Linked DNA regions of Macaca mulatta: region 1 is linked to region 2. The links are chromatin contacts, called in public Hi-C maps. All regions are on one chromosome and are shown on one strand. Each heading gives the region's core, a stretch centred on a gene start, on an enhancer-like site or on the middle of the called end of the contact. The rest is flanking DNA. Distances are from core to core; before and after follow the strand shown. Region 1 has its middle 75 kb from the start of CYP4F11. Region 2 holds the start of LOC718349 (cytochrome P450 4F3).

Region 1 (6,739 bases), core at 3,493-5,992, 170 kb after region 2:
AAAGCTCTGTCATTGTAACCCCTGTGACGGGCACATGTATGTCCAGATGGCCGGCAGGAGCCAAGAAGTCTGCAGCAGCCGAAAAACCACAAAGAAGTGAAACAGCCAGTTCCTGCCTTAACTAATTAACCCACCTTACCACATTCTACCATTATGACTTGGTCCTGCCCTGCCCCAACTGATCGATCGACGCTGTGAGATTCTTCTCCTGGACAATGAGTCCCATCATCTCTCCCCCATGCACCTTGTGACCCCCTCCTCTGCTGACAATAGATAACCACCTTTAACTAACTTTCCACGGCCTACCCCAGCCCTAGAAAGCTGCCCCTCTCCTATCTCCCTTCGCTGACTCTGTTCAGACTCAGCCCACTTGCACCCAAGTGAACAAACAGCCTTGTTGCTCACACAAAGCCTGTTTAGGTGGACTTCTATATGGACATGCGTGACACTTGGTGCTGAAACCGGGGACAGGGGGACTCCTTCCAGAGACCGGTCCCCTGTCCTCGCCCTCACTCCGTGAGGAGATCCACCTACAACTTCGAGTCCTCAGACCAGCCCAAGGAACATCTCACCAATTTCAAATCGGGTTAGCGGTCTCTTCACTCTTTTCTCCAGCCTCTCTCGCTACCCTCCAATCTCCCTGTCTAGTCTTTTTCCTGTCTAGTAGAGATAAAGGAAACACATTTAGGCTGGGCGCGGTGGCTCAAGCCTGTAATCCTAGCACTTTGGGAGGCCGAGACGGGCGGATCACGAGGTCAGGAGATCGAGACCATCCTGGCTAACACGGTGAAACCTCGTCTCTACTAAAAATACAAGAAAATTAGCCGGGCGAGGTGGCAGGCGCCTGTAGTCCCAGCTACTCGGGAGGCTGAGGCAGGAGAATGGCGTGAACCCGGGGGGGCGGAGCTTGCAGTGAGCCGAGATCGCGCCACTGCACTCCAGCCTGGGGCACAGAGCAAGACTCCGTCTCAAAAAAAAAAAAAAAAAAAAAAGGAAACACATTTTATCCATGGACCCAAAACTCCGGCGCTGGTCACAGACTCGGGAAGACAGTCTTCCCTTGGTGTCTAATCACTGCGGGGATGCCTGCCTGATTATCCACCCACATTCCATTGGTGTCTGATCACTGCGGGGATGCCTGCCTTGGTCATTCACCCACATTCCCATGGTGTCAAGTCAATTGCGGGGACGCCTGCTTTGACTGCTCACCTCCGCTCTTTTCTGTGTCTCTACTTTTCTCTTTAAACTTACCTCCTTTACTATGGGCAACCTTCCACCCTCCATTCCTCCCTCTTCTCCCTTAGCCTGTGTACTTAAAAACTTAAAACCTCTTAAACACCTGATCTAAAACCCAAACGTCTTATTTTCTTCTACAATACTGCTTGGCCCCAATATAAACTTGACAATGCTTCCAAATGGCCAGAAAACAGCACTTTCGATTTCTCCATCCTACAAGACCTAGATAATTTTTGTCAAAATATGGCAAATGGTCTGAGGTGTCTTACGTCCAGGCATTTTTTTATACTTCGCTCCCTCCCTAGCCTCTGGTCCCAGTGTGACTCACCCTAAATCTTTCTTTGTTCTTAATGCCTCACAAGCCCAGTCTATTCTCTCTTCCTTTCATGACCACTTCCATGTAGGATATAAGCCTCTGGCTGGCCTCCTACAGCCCCTCATTTCCTTCCCATCACGGAAACCCATCCTTAAAACCATCACCTCTCAATGCTCTGTCTGCCATGCCACCAATCCCCAAGATTTTCTCAGGCCTCCTCCTTTTCCTACGCATCAGGCTCATGGATTTACTCCAACACAAGATTGGCAAATTGACTTTATTCACATGCCCCTGTGTCTGTAAATTTCAGTATCTCCTGGTTTGGGTCAATACCTTCACCGGATGGGTCGAGGCCTTTCCCTCTAGCTCTGAAAAGGCTACTACAGTCATTTTTTCCTTCTGACAGACATAATTCCCCGATTTGGCCTCCCTACTTCCACAGTTTCTCAGGCTATTGGTATTCAGTGGAAACTTCATACCCCCTACTGCCCTCAATCTTCAGTAAAGGTAGAACAGATGAATGGTCTTTTAAAAACATACCTCACCAAACTCAGCCTCCAACTTAAAAAGGACTGGACAGTACTTTTACCACTTGCCGTCCTCAGAATTAGGGCCTGTCCTCGAGATGCCACAGGGTACAGTCCATTTGAACTTTTATATGGACACACCTTCTTACTCGCCCCAACCTTGTTCCAGACACCAGCCCCCTGGGTGACTATCTTCCAGTCCTCCAGCAGGCTAGACAGGAAATTCACCAGGCTGCTAATCTTCTCTTACCTACTCCAGATTCCCAGCCACATGAAGACACCCTAGCTGGATGATCAGTCCTTGTCAAAAGTGTGACCCCTCAAACTCTACAGCCCCAATGGACCAGACCCTACCTGGTCATCTATAGCACCCCAACTGCTGTCCATCTGCAGGACTCTCTCCATTGGGTTCACCACTCCAGAATAAAGCTGTGCCCGTCAGACAGCCAGCCTGATCTCTCCTCTTCCTCCTGGAAGTTGCAAGATTAGGCCAAGAGCCGACCAGACAAACAACCTACAACCCTTAAGCTCCTGGCAGCGCTCAGTCAAGGCCATGCTTCCATGCAACATTCCTTCCAAACGGCCATCCAAGCATGCTTCCAAGCAGGCTTCATCCATTCCTCTGGACCCTAATCTCTTAGGACCTGCCGCCTATAAAAAGGATATCTTGAAACCCTATCCTCTAACATTTTTTCCACACCCAGGACAAAAAATCTCTGGGTCAAAAGTCTAAAACGCTTAGGCTGGCAACCATCAGATCCTTGCCCATGGTGTCCTCAAGCCTACTCTTAAAGAAATGGACAATAGTACGCGTATACGGGGCCAGTTCCACATATTTGGCAACCAGACCAGCACCCAGGACAGCACAAAGTATGCCATTGTTAGAGGGCTTGGGACATTTCTCTCTTCACCAGCCTCAGCTTAATCCAGGAGACAAAGATTATTTTCCTTATGATCTCTCCTGCTTAGGATCTGCACTCAGAACTATTGAACTTCTCCATTCAGAACACCACTCACACCTATGGGAAAGGGTAATATAATAGATCATTGGCTTAACAACGGGAATCCTATTCATATGATGGAAAATGGGGACAAAAGGCTTTGATACATAAAACATTGTTCCTTCCTTGGCCTAAAAACGCATCGCCACCTACATTAACACTAATATGCCTGATTACTGTTTTTAGAGAACTTATTTTATTAGGGCAGTTCCAAGCTCAAAAATATGCTACCTGGCACCTTGTTAGCTACATAAAAATGCAATCTAGACCTGAAACTTATTGGACTAACTCATTATAAAATGTTATTTAAGGTGTCCACACAGTCCCTGGTCACGCTTGAAGCAGTCCTGAGAAACATCGCCCCTACCCCAACAATCCCTAGAAGGAATTGACATTTTATCTTTTAACTTTATATTTTATAAATAAAAAGACAAAAATGCCAGGCCTCTGAGCTGAAGCTCAGCCATTGTAACCCCTGTGACCTGCACATATATGTCCAGATGGCTTATAGGAGCCAAGAAGTCTGGAGCAGCCGAAAAACCACCAAGTGAAACAGCCAGTTCCTGCCTTAACTAATTAACCCACCTTATGTCATTCCACCATTATGACTTGGTCCTGCCCTGCCCCAACTAATCAATCGATGCTGTGACATTCTTCTCCTGTATGATCTCTCCCCCATGCACCTTGTGACCCCTCCTCTGCTGACAATAGATAACCACCTTTAACTGTAACTTTCCACGGCCTACCCCAGCACTATACAGCTGCCCCTCTCCTATCTCCCTTCGCTGACTCTGTTTTCGGACTCAGCCCACTCGCACCCAAGTGAATAAACAGCCTTGTTGTTCACACAAAGCCTGATTAGGTGGTCTTCTATACGGACACGCGGGACAGGAACCTCAACGCAAAGGCAGTCTGATGAGGTGTCTAAGAAAAAAGGAGCGGCACTAAGGCTTTTTTAAGCAGAGGCGTTTCATGTGGTTTTCCTCTCCTTTCCTTGTATGTGAAAAGGTCGCAGATAGAAAACAAATCTTCCTAAAAGAATCAGCCACTGCTCTGTGGAAAAAACGATCATTTAAATGCCAAGGTGGTTTGAAACGCACAACAAAGGGACTAACAGTTGAGAAGCATGTGGATTGCAGTGGAGGCGCTGGCGTTAGGGAATGTGGGGAGGGAAACGTTTCTTACAAGATTTACCGCCAGCCCAAGGGGGAGCGAGGCTGGGGGACCGGGTCGCGGAGACCCGGCTTTGCACACCTTTTGGAAGACTCGGGGAGAAGCGGGGGCCGCCTACGGGAGAAAGGCGGGACTGGGGAGCCCACAGGCCACGGCTCCTCCCACAAGGATCCCACGCCAGAGGCGGGATCCCCTCATGACCCTCCCGTGGTCTCCGCGCAATCTGGGGAGACACGGGGCTGCGGGCGCGGGGCTGCCCAGAGAGGGCTCCGGGGCGACAGTCACCGCGCAGGGACGGAACAGGACGCCCGGAGTCCCAGCTGCCCGCCCAGCCCTACCCTGCGGCCGAGGAGACCGAGGGCCGAGCTGCTCCAGGGGGACTCGGGTCCCAGACCCCGGAGTCACAGCGGACAGGTCCGGGTCCCGCCACAGCCAGATCCGGCGGGTTCCACCAGCCCCTCCTCAGGTCTCGGGACGTCCGGCCCCCGCACACTCAGCATTTCCGGCTTCCGGGTGTCCCGGCGTCCTCCCCCGGGGCTGCTCTCTTCACAGAGGGGCGGCGACGGGGATTGCCGGGGGGCCTGTGCGAGCAGCAAAGACGCCAAACCCAGCGTGGCGGGAGCGAAAAAACAAAGAAACCGCCAGAAGCTGAAGCACCCACCGCCCGCCACGTCCCCCGCCGGCTACGGCTAGGCTCCTGATTGTACAGTTAGCACGGCCCCCCCAGTGCCCCTGATTGGATACCGCATCGGGTCCCCCTCCCACGCCCCCGGGGTTAGAATGACAGGAGACAGGAGAAAACACTTGGCTGCGCGGAGCCCAAATGGGCGGTTCTTGGTCCCTGGGCCTGTGCCTTCCTCGTGTCCGGATGTAAAAAGAAAAGTAGAGGTTCTTCTTCAAAGACTTCCTTCTTCATCTAATTAAGAATAAATAGTGTTTGAAATGCTTGTTTTCTGGTGCCCTAAAGAAATAGCAACTTGAACATTAATTTATTTAGCAAGGCCATTTTTACTTCCTGCAGAAAGGGTACGCTCGCCAGCAGTTTTGCCACGAGAGTATACCGAACAAAGGAGATGGTCATTTATAACCTGAGGCGTCCACCCTACTACTGTGTCCAGTTTCCACAGGCAGGCAGATCACTTGAGGCCAGGAGCTCAAGATCAGCCTGGGCACCATGGCGAAACCCCATCTCTACTAAAAATACAAAACTTAGGCAGGCATGGTGGTGCACGCCTCCCAGCTACTTGGGAGGCTTAGGCACGAGAATCGCTTGCGTCCAGGAGGCTGAGGTTGCAATGAGCCAAGATCACGCCACTGCACTCCAGCCTGGGTGACAGAGCAAGACTCTGTCTCTAAATGAATGAATGAATGAATGAATGAATGAATAAATAAATAAATAAATAAATAAAATATCCACGTGGCTAGCCAGTTAACCCAGTGCCATTTATCGAATATGCCAACTTAAAAAAGAGTATCTGCCAGATTTCATGTGTTTGGGATCAGATACATGAAATAAGTGTATTTTATTGGAAATAAATATATATATTTATTTATTTGTACATATTTATGCTGCACATCACAGCATTTGGATATATGTATACATAGTGGAATGGCTCCATCAAGCCAGTTAATATATGCATACCTCACACATTTATCATTTCTTTTTGTGATGAGAATGCTTAAAATCTACTCTCAATAATTTTCAAATATACAATAGATTGTTATAACTATAGTCACCATGATGTACAGTAGATCTCTTGGTCCTCCTGCCTAACTGAATTTGTGTGTACTTGGCAACATCAAAAAGATGAAAGATAACAAGTGTTGGCAAAGTGAAGAGATCATGTTAAAACCCTCAACAAATAAGGCATTAAAGGAATATACCTGGAAATAATAAGAGCCATCTATGGTCAACCCACAGCCAACATCATACTGAATGAGCAAAAGCTGGAAGTATTCCCTTTGAGAACCAGAATAAGACAAGGAAACCCACTCTTATCACTCCTATTCAACATAGTACTAAAAGTCATAGCCAGAGGAATCAGGCAAGAAAAAGAAATGAAAGACATCCAAATAGGAAGAGAGGAAGTCAAACTATCGCTGTTTGCAGATGACATGATTTTATACTTAGAAAACTCCATAGTCTTTGCCCAAAAGCTCCTCAATCTGATAAACAACTTCAGCAGAGTTTCAGAATAAAAACCAATGTGCAAAAAATCAATAGGATTTCTACACATCAACAATGTCCGAGCTGAGTGCCGAATCAAGAACACCATCTCATTCACAATAGCCACACAAAAATAAAATACCGAGAAACACAGCTAACAAGGAAGGTGAAATATCTGCCTGTTGTCCCAGCTACTTGGGAGGCTGAGGCAGGAGGATCACTTGAGCTTGGGAAGTCAAGGCTGCAATAAGCTGTGATTGTGCCACCGCACTCCAGGCTGGGAACGGACTGAGAGCTTGTCTCTAATCTTTTCTTTTTT
Region 2 (6,689 bases), core at 366-2,865:
CCTGGTGCACAGTAGGCACACTTTATGGAGAGCACTTGACACAGAGTAGACGGGATTTAGCACCTGGTGCACAGTAGGCACACTTTATGGAGTGCACTTGACACAGAGTAGACAGGATTTGGCACCTGGTGCACAGTAGGCACACTTTATGGAGAGCACTTGGCACAGAGTAGATGGGATTTAGCACCTGGCGCACAGTAGGCACACTTTATGGAGAGCACTTGGCACAGAGTAGACGGGATTTAGCACCTGGCGCACAGTAGGCACACTTTATGGAGAGCACTTGGCACAGAGTAGACGGGATTTGGCACCTGGCGCACAGTAGGCACACTTTATGGAGAGCACCTGGCACAGAGTAGACGGGATTTAGCACCTGGCACACAGTAGGCACACTTTATGGAGAGCACTTGGCGCAGAGTAGACGGGATTTCGCACCTGGCACACAGTAGAAGTACTTTCCATGCAGCCTTTGTGCAGAGTAGAGACTGGCACACAACAGCTCAAGTGCTAGTTGCCACCCTTTAGTGCTGGTTGTCACCCTGCTAGTGACAACTAGCAACTAACCAGGAGTGGGAGGACAAGGAGGTGAGAAGGGTTTGGGTTGGCACAGCACAGAAATGAATGAATAAGCAGAGGAATGAGTAAGACGCCTCCCCTGCTTCTCTGCTACCCCAGACCCCAGCCCACCCCTTTACCCCCACTCCCTAAACCTCAGACCCCTCAGGAAGTCCATTCACTCTGAGACCTAGACCTGTCCTGCTGCCACACTCACCAGGCCCAGGAGACCCAAGAACCAGCTCTGTTTCGGGGGTTGCGGGAAACGGTTGCTAGTTGTCACTCCTTTTTGGGGCTCCCTCCTCTTAGGAGCCCTCATCGTCCCCCTCTAAGGCCCTCATCCAACATCCTATTTCCCAGGTGGGAAGACTGAGCCCAGGAGGGGCAGTACTGACCAGTCACAGCAAGGATGAGGCAGAATGAGGACTCCATTCAGGGTTCCCCAGCTCTGCCCTTCCCCTGCCTGGACCCTATCTGTTCCCTCTCATCCTTACCCTCCACATCCCTGCTCTGTCCTCTTACACTGAGTCCAGCCTCCAGATTTGCTCTTCCAGCTGGGCTCTTAATCTCCAGAATCTGACCCAGGTAATCCTCGGCGGGGCTGGATTGTTTGTTCCTGCTCCTAGCAGTCAGGTCTCCAACAGGGCCCTGGGCTGCCTGGAGGCAGGACTTGAACTCTATCCAGCAGCAGGGGGGATAGAGGCTTATCTCTTCCAAGTTGCCTGATTCAGCATCCAGAAGTGGTGCATGGTGTCCTGCTGGCCCAGTCTTAGAGAGGAGCGCAGGAGATGATCTGGAACAAGGCTTGGCTTGGCCTGGCTCACTTGACACCTGAACTCTCAAGTTCATGCTTTTATCTGCCACACACTCAGTAGCCACTCTTCAAGAGCAGGTGTCACACAGTAGAAACTCTATCTGACCCCTCTCAGCTTACTCTTCACCTTATGTGGGAGGTGCTGAGACCTGAGGATCCAGTGCCCTTGCTGTGTCACCCGAGCTGGTTCTTCTGCATCCAGCTGGTCCCCCACACCCAGGTTTTGGCCGGCTGCCCAGACACAGGAGAAGCACCCAGGCTGTGGGGATTGGCTGGGCCAGCTCAGCCCAACCCAGCCTCCCACAACCCTCCCTACATCAGGGGCCAGGGGCAAAAACCTCTCAGAAGAAGGGGAGAGGAAGTTGTGTGGGACAAGCTGCTCCTGACAGAAGGTGCCAGGGTGGGGGTGGCGGGCCTGGGGCATCCTAGCCTGTGATGGAGAGGGGCACTGGGCAAGGGGTTGGGTGTGCGAGCCCCTGGCCTTCCCACATTCTCCATGGCTGCCCAAGGCCCAGGCAGCTCCTGGGTGCTGGGCTGGAGGATGGGTGGGTTCCTAACTGAAACCAAGCCCCTGGCAACCTCCCAGTGATTCAGGCTGGGTCTTTCTGGACTTTAATCAGTCTCTCTCTCTCTTTCCCAATCTAAGTGCTTACCAGGTAACTGGAGGTCACTTGGCTGCTGGTTTTGGCTGGGCCTTTGTGGACTTTACCTCTCAGCCCCTGTTTATCCATCCGTGTTTACCCTCCCTGTTCTACCTCCAGCACTGCCCATCCCTGCCTCTCTCCACTGTCCCTGGAGCTCCCTGGGCCCTTCCCTGGGCCTCAGGGCCTCACCTACCATCCCATCTGCCCTGCAGAATGCCACAGCTGAGCCTGTCCTCGCTGGGCCTCGGGCCGGTGGCAGTATCCCCGTGGCTGCTCCTGCTGCTGATCGGGGTCTCCTGGCTCCTGGCCCGTGTCCTGGCCTGGACCTACACCTTCTATGACAACTGCCGCCGCCTCCGGTGTTTTCCGCAACCCCCGAAACGGAACTGGTTCTGGGGTCACCTGGGCCTGGTGAGTGTGGCAGCAGGATGGGTCTGGAGTCTCAGAGTGAATGGACTTCCTGAGGGGTCTGAGGTTCAGGGAGTGCGGGTAAAGGGGTGGGCTGGGGTCTGGGGTAGCAGAGAAGCAGGGGAGGCGTCTTACTCATTCCTCTGCTTATTCACTCATTTCTGTGCTGTGCCAACCCAAGCCCTTCTCACCTCCTCGTCCTCCCACTCCTGGCCTGCATCGAGTCCTTTTCCTGCCTGTCTTCCCACATTAGCGGAGAGAGGCCACTGCGGGGCTTCTGGGCAGAGGGTTGGCTGCACAGAGAGGCGAGTCCCTGGCATTCCCACATTCTCCGTGGCTGGACTCGAGGCCTCCTGCACCCACTGTCCAGGGTCCTCTCCCTGCCTCGCCTATTTCCTGTTATGAGGGTACAGGTGGGCCCGAGGAGAGGTGTGGGCTGTCTCTCACCTCCACCACATCCGGAGGCACCTTCCTCTTATCTTGTTCCTCCCCAGTAAGATGTCCCAATGAGGTCCTGTTGCCAAACCCACATAAAAGTTGGTCACTCACTTCCCCTTTCAGAAGCCTTCCCTGACCTTTCTCCTCCCCCAGACCTTGCCCTCTGACTTAGACCTGCTCTGCCCTTTGGGGAACGTGGTCTCAATCTGCTCATTGCAAATGGCAGGATTGATGGGTGTGTCCACAGGTGAAGTGGGAGGGTGCACAGGACGCATTAGCACAGAGCCTGGTGCAGAAGCTGCTCCCAGGTGGGAGACACTGTCCTGATGGACGGTCAGAGTCACCTCTGCTCCCCTAGTGGCTGCTGAGAAGGGAGGGTCCCCTGTGTGCAGAACATTCTCCATGGGAGGAACTGGAACCTGTGTGGCTGGCAGAGGAACCAGTCAGGGCATGAAGGGATGTGAGGACCAGTCTTAGGGACATGTGTTGAGGCCATACTGCTCCCCACAAATCTCTCCTGTGAGGACCTCCCCATGTGGCCGCCTCTGGGCTGAAATGACTCCCAGAACAAGAAAATCTTTCCTCTCAAGCTAAGCAGACCTCTGTGAGTGGACGGTGTGTCTTTTCCTTCTGCCTTGGGATGCGCTCTTGGGACTTGGAGGTGGCCCCGAGAGAGAGAGCAGGAGGAATGTAGACAGATAGATAGGTAATAGGATAGATGGATGGATGGATGTACAGATAGGGTGAATAGATGGCTGGCTGGCTGGATAAGTAGGTGGGTGAGTAGATAGATAGATAGATAGATAGATAGATACATACATACATACATACATACATACATACATACATACATACATAGATAACAGGATAGATGGATGGATGGACAGATGGATGTATGGATTGGATGGATGGATGGATGGATGGATAATACATACATAGAATAGTAGATCGGATGGATAGATTAGGTGGATAGATATCTAGATTAGATATGTAGGGTGGATAGATTAGATAAATGGATAGATAGCCAGATGATTGATAGATAATAGTATAAATGGATAAGTGGATGAATGTACAGATAAGATGGATGGATGGATGGATTGATGGGCAGATAGATATATAGATAGAAAGGTTAGATAGGATGAATAGATTAGATACATAGATAGATGAATAGATAGGTAGGTAGGTAGGTAGGTAGATAATAGGCTAGATGGATAAATGGGTGCACAGATAGGATGGATGAATGGATAGATAGATAGATAGATAAGATAAATGGATGGATTAGATAGATGGATAGATACATAGAAACATAGGTATATAGAATAGATAGATAGATAGATAGATAGATAGATAGATAGATAGATAGATAGATAGATATGTAGGTAAATAGATGGATAGGTAGACAGATAGGTAGATAGGTATATAGATGATAGATAGGTAGATAGATATATATAAGAGGAAGTTTATTACGGGAATTGGCTCACAGGATTATGGAGGCTGAGATGCTTCATGATCTGCTGTCCGCAGGCTGGAGAAATAGACACTAGCAGTGTAACTCAGAGTCCAAAGGCCTGAGAAGGTGGAGTTCTGATGGCCAAGGGCAGGAGAAGATGGATGTGCCAGTCCCAGAACAGAGCCAATTAGCCTTTCCTCTGCTTATTTGTGCTACCTGGGCTCTCAAAAGATTGAATGAGTTCTGCCCATACTGGGGAGGGTGGTTCTTCCTTCTTCAGTTTAACCAAATCGAATGCCAGTCTCTTCTGGAAACATCCTTACAGACAGATGATCAGCTATCTGGGCATCCTTTAGCCCAGTCAAGAGGACACCTAGAATTAACCATTACAGGAGGTGATGGCCCCTGCCTTGTTTGCAGGTCACCCCCACGGAGCAGGGCATGAGGGTCCTGACTCAGCTGGTGGCCACCTACCCCCAGGGCTTTAAGGTCTGGATGGGCCCCATCATCCCCGTCATCCGTTTTTGCCACCCCAACCTCATCCGGTCTGTCATCAACGCCTCAGGTACCACCTGGAACACTTGGTGGTGGGTGCTGCGGTGCATTTCAGGCCTGCGAGTCCCTCTGTCCCCAAGCTCCCGTTTGACCCCTGCAGTACTCTGGCCTCTCCTTTCCTTCTCTCTCAGCCATCTTCATCTTTCTTTCATGTATTCACCAATTCCCATCTCAGCATCTCCTCTCTCCATTGCCCTCTGACACCCTGTCCTGGTGTTCTGGGCTGCCCTGAGGCCCCAAGAGACTTCAACCCAAGGCCCTGTCCTGGAGGAACCCCCAAGTTTAAGGAGGTGGATGTGGATGGAGACATCCCCAACTTCATGGGGTCAAGAAAGGGCCAGAGGGAGATGGATGATAGCCCAGAGAAGAGCAAGTTGTCTGCTGGGGCAGGCTGGAAGCCTTCCTGGGGGAAGAGTTACTGGAGCCATGTCTGGAACAATGAGTAGGAATGTTTGAAAGGAGAGCGCAGGGTGATGCAATTGGGCATCGTTAGTATTCAAGGCCCCTTGCCAGGTCTAGCATCACCTTGCCTGTCGCAAAGCCTAGAACAATGAGGAGGACTTGTGATTGGTGGAGGATCTGGACTGTTATTTCCATGACGTCCACCTCTGGTGTGGGTCAAGTCCTTCTACCCCATCCTGTAGTTTGTCTGCCCTAAATTCATTGCTCTCCTGCTGCAGGCCCTGGGAATCTCCAAAAGGAGACTCCACCCCAACTTGGGGCCATCTCCTTGACCCCTGTGCTTCCCATCTTGGACAGGCCAGGCTGAGCAGGGGAACAGGCAGCATCCTACAGACGATGACTCTGGCCTCAAAATGCTGAGTGACTCTGGGCTGTTTCTCAGCTGCTGTCTCTGGTTATTGAGGTCTCTTTCAGTTGTGAGTGGTGGAAACCCAACCTGGTGTGGTCTAAGCAAAGAAAGAGAATCTATTGATTTTAAAGTCCAGCGAGGATGGCCTTTAGGCATGGCTGGATCCAGGTCTCAAACAACGTCATTGGGAATCTGCCTTCCTCTCTTGGCTTTAGCTTTCTCCACGCCACTTTTCCTTTCAAGACAGCCTTTCCCTCATGACATCAACAATAAGTCCCAGAAGCTCAATTCTCACGGGAAAGCCCACATTTCCCCCAGAGTTCCCAGAAAAGGCCCATGATTTACTTCTCCTGGCCTGGATCACAGGACCAATTTTTCACCCAAACCCTGTGTCTCCGATTGCCCAGTCTTGGCAGGCCTGGGTCTTCCAGAGCTACTGTTTTGGGGGCACAAAGAAGTTTGATGGTTAAGGACTCAGACCATGGGTGCAGATAGACCCAGTCTCAGGCCTCAGGCTTGCCATGGTCTGGGACTACGGGCAAGTGACTTTATCATTTAGAGCCTCAGTCTCTTCATCTGGAAAATGGGATGAAATGAAAGCCCAGCCCAGGGAACATGGTGTGTGGATCCACATGGGGAAATACTTTTTCTGTCTGTGTAACTGAAGGACTGGAGAGTCCTGTGTGGAGGATGTGAGGAGGAAGCCCGGGGCGGGGCTCAGCACTGAGAGGAGGATGAGATGCTGCTTGAAATCCTCAGGGTGAGGGCCTCGAACTCCTCTCTTCAGATCCTTCTCTCTCACAGCCTAGGAGAGCTTGAATTGGGTTCTGTGTCTTTCTCTCCAGATTCACAGCTCGGAGGAAGGTCTCCTATACATACAAAGCCTGGTGTGCACCTTTGGTGATGTGTGCTGCTGGTGGGTGGGGCCCTGGCACGCAATCGTCCGCATCTTCCACCCCACCTACATCAAGCCTGTGCTCTTTGCTCCAGGTAGACACTGCACTGGCCACGCCT

The links. A called contact is a pair of places that touch in the nucleus more often than the background predicts.
Region 1: a Hi-C map of liver shows a contact between it and region 2, with 2.6 times the contacts expected there. The contact joins the enhancer-like site here to the promoter of LOC718349 in region 2. A contact is called at or near these places in 6 of 14 Hi-C or Micro-C datasets (CD4 T cells, blood, fetal cortex germinal zone and 3 more).

What each region holds. Positions count from the first base shown.
Region 1 is chr19:16,394,024-16,400,762 of T2T-MMU8v2.0, forward strand. No RefSeq gene overlaps it. Among named protein-coding and RNA genes, the nearest start is that of CYP4F11, 75 kb to the right of the region's middle. Within about 2 kb of position 4,743, at least 27 of the 40 cell types and tissues checked have an H3K27ac peak or open chromatin away from gene starts, as enhancers often do. A contact at or near this core is called in CD4 T cells, blood, fetal cortex germinal zone and 2 more, where this site is marked.
Region 2 is chr19:16,223,121-16,229,809 of T2T-MMU8v2.0, forward strand. LOC718349 (cytochrome P450 4F3) reads left to right here and starts at 1,616. Exons shown (of 13, transcript XM_015123187.3): 1 at 1,616-1,761; 2 at 2,226-2,424; 3 at 6,521-6,665. The coding sequence starts at 2,227.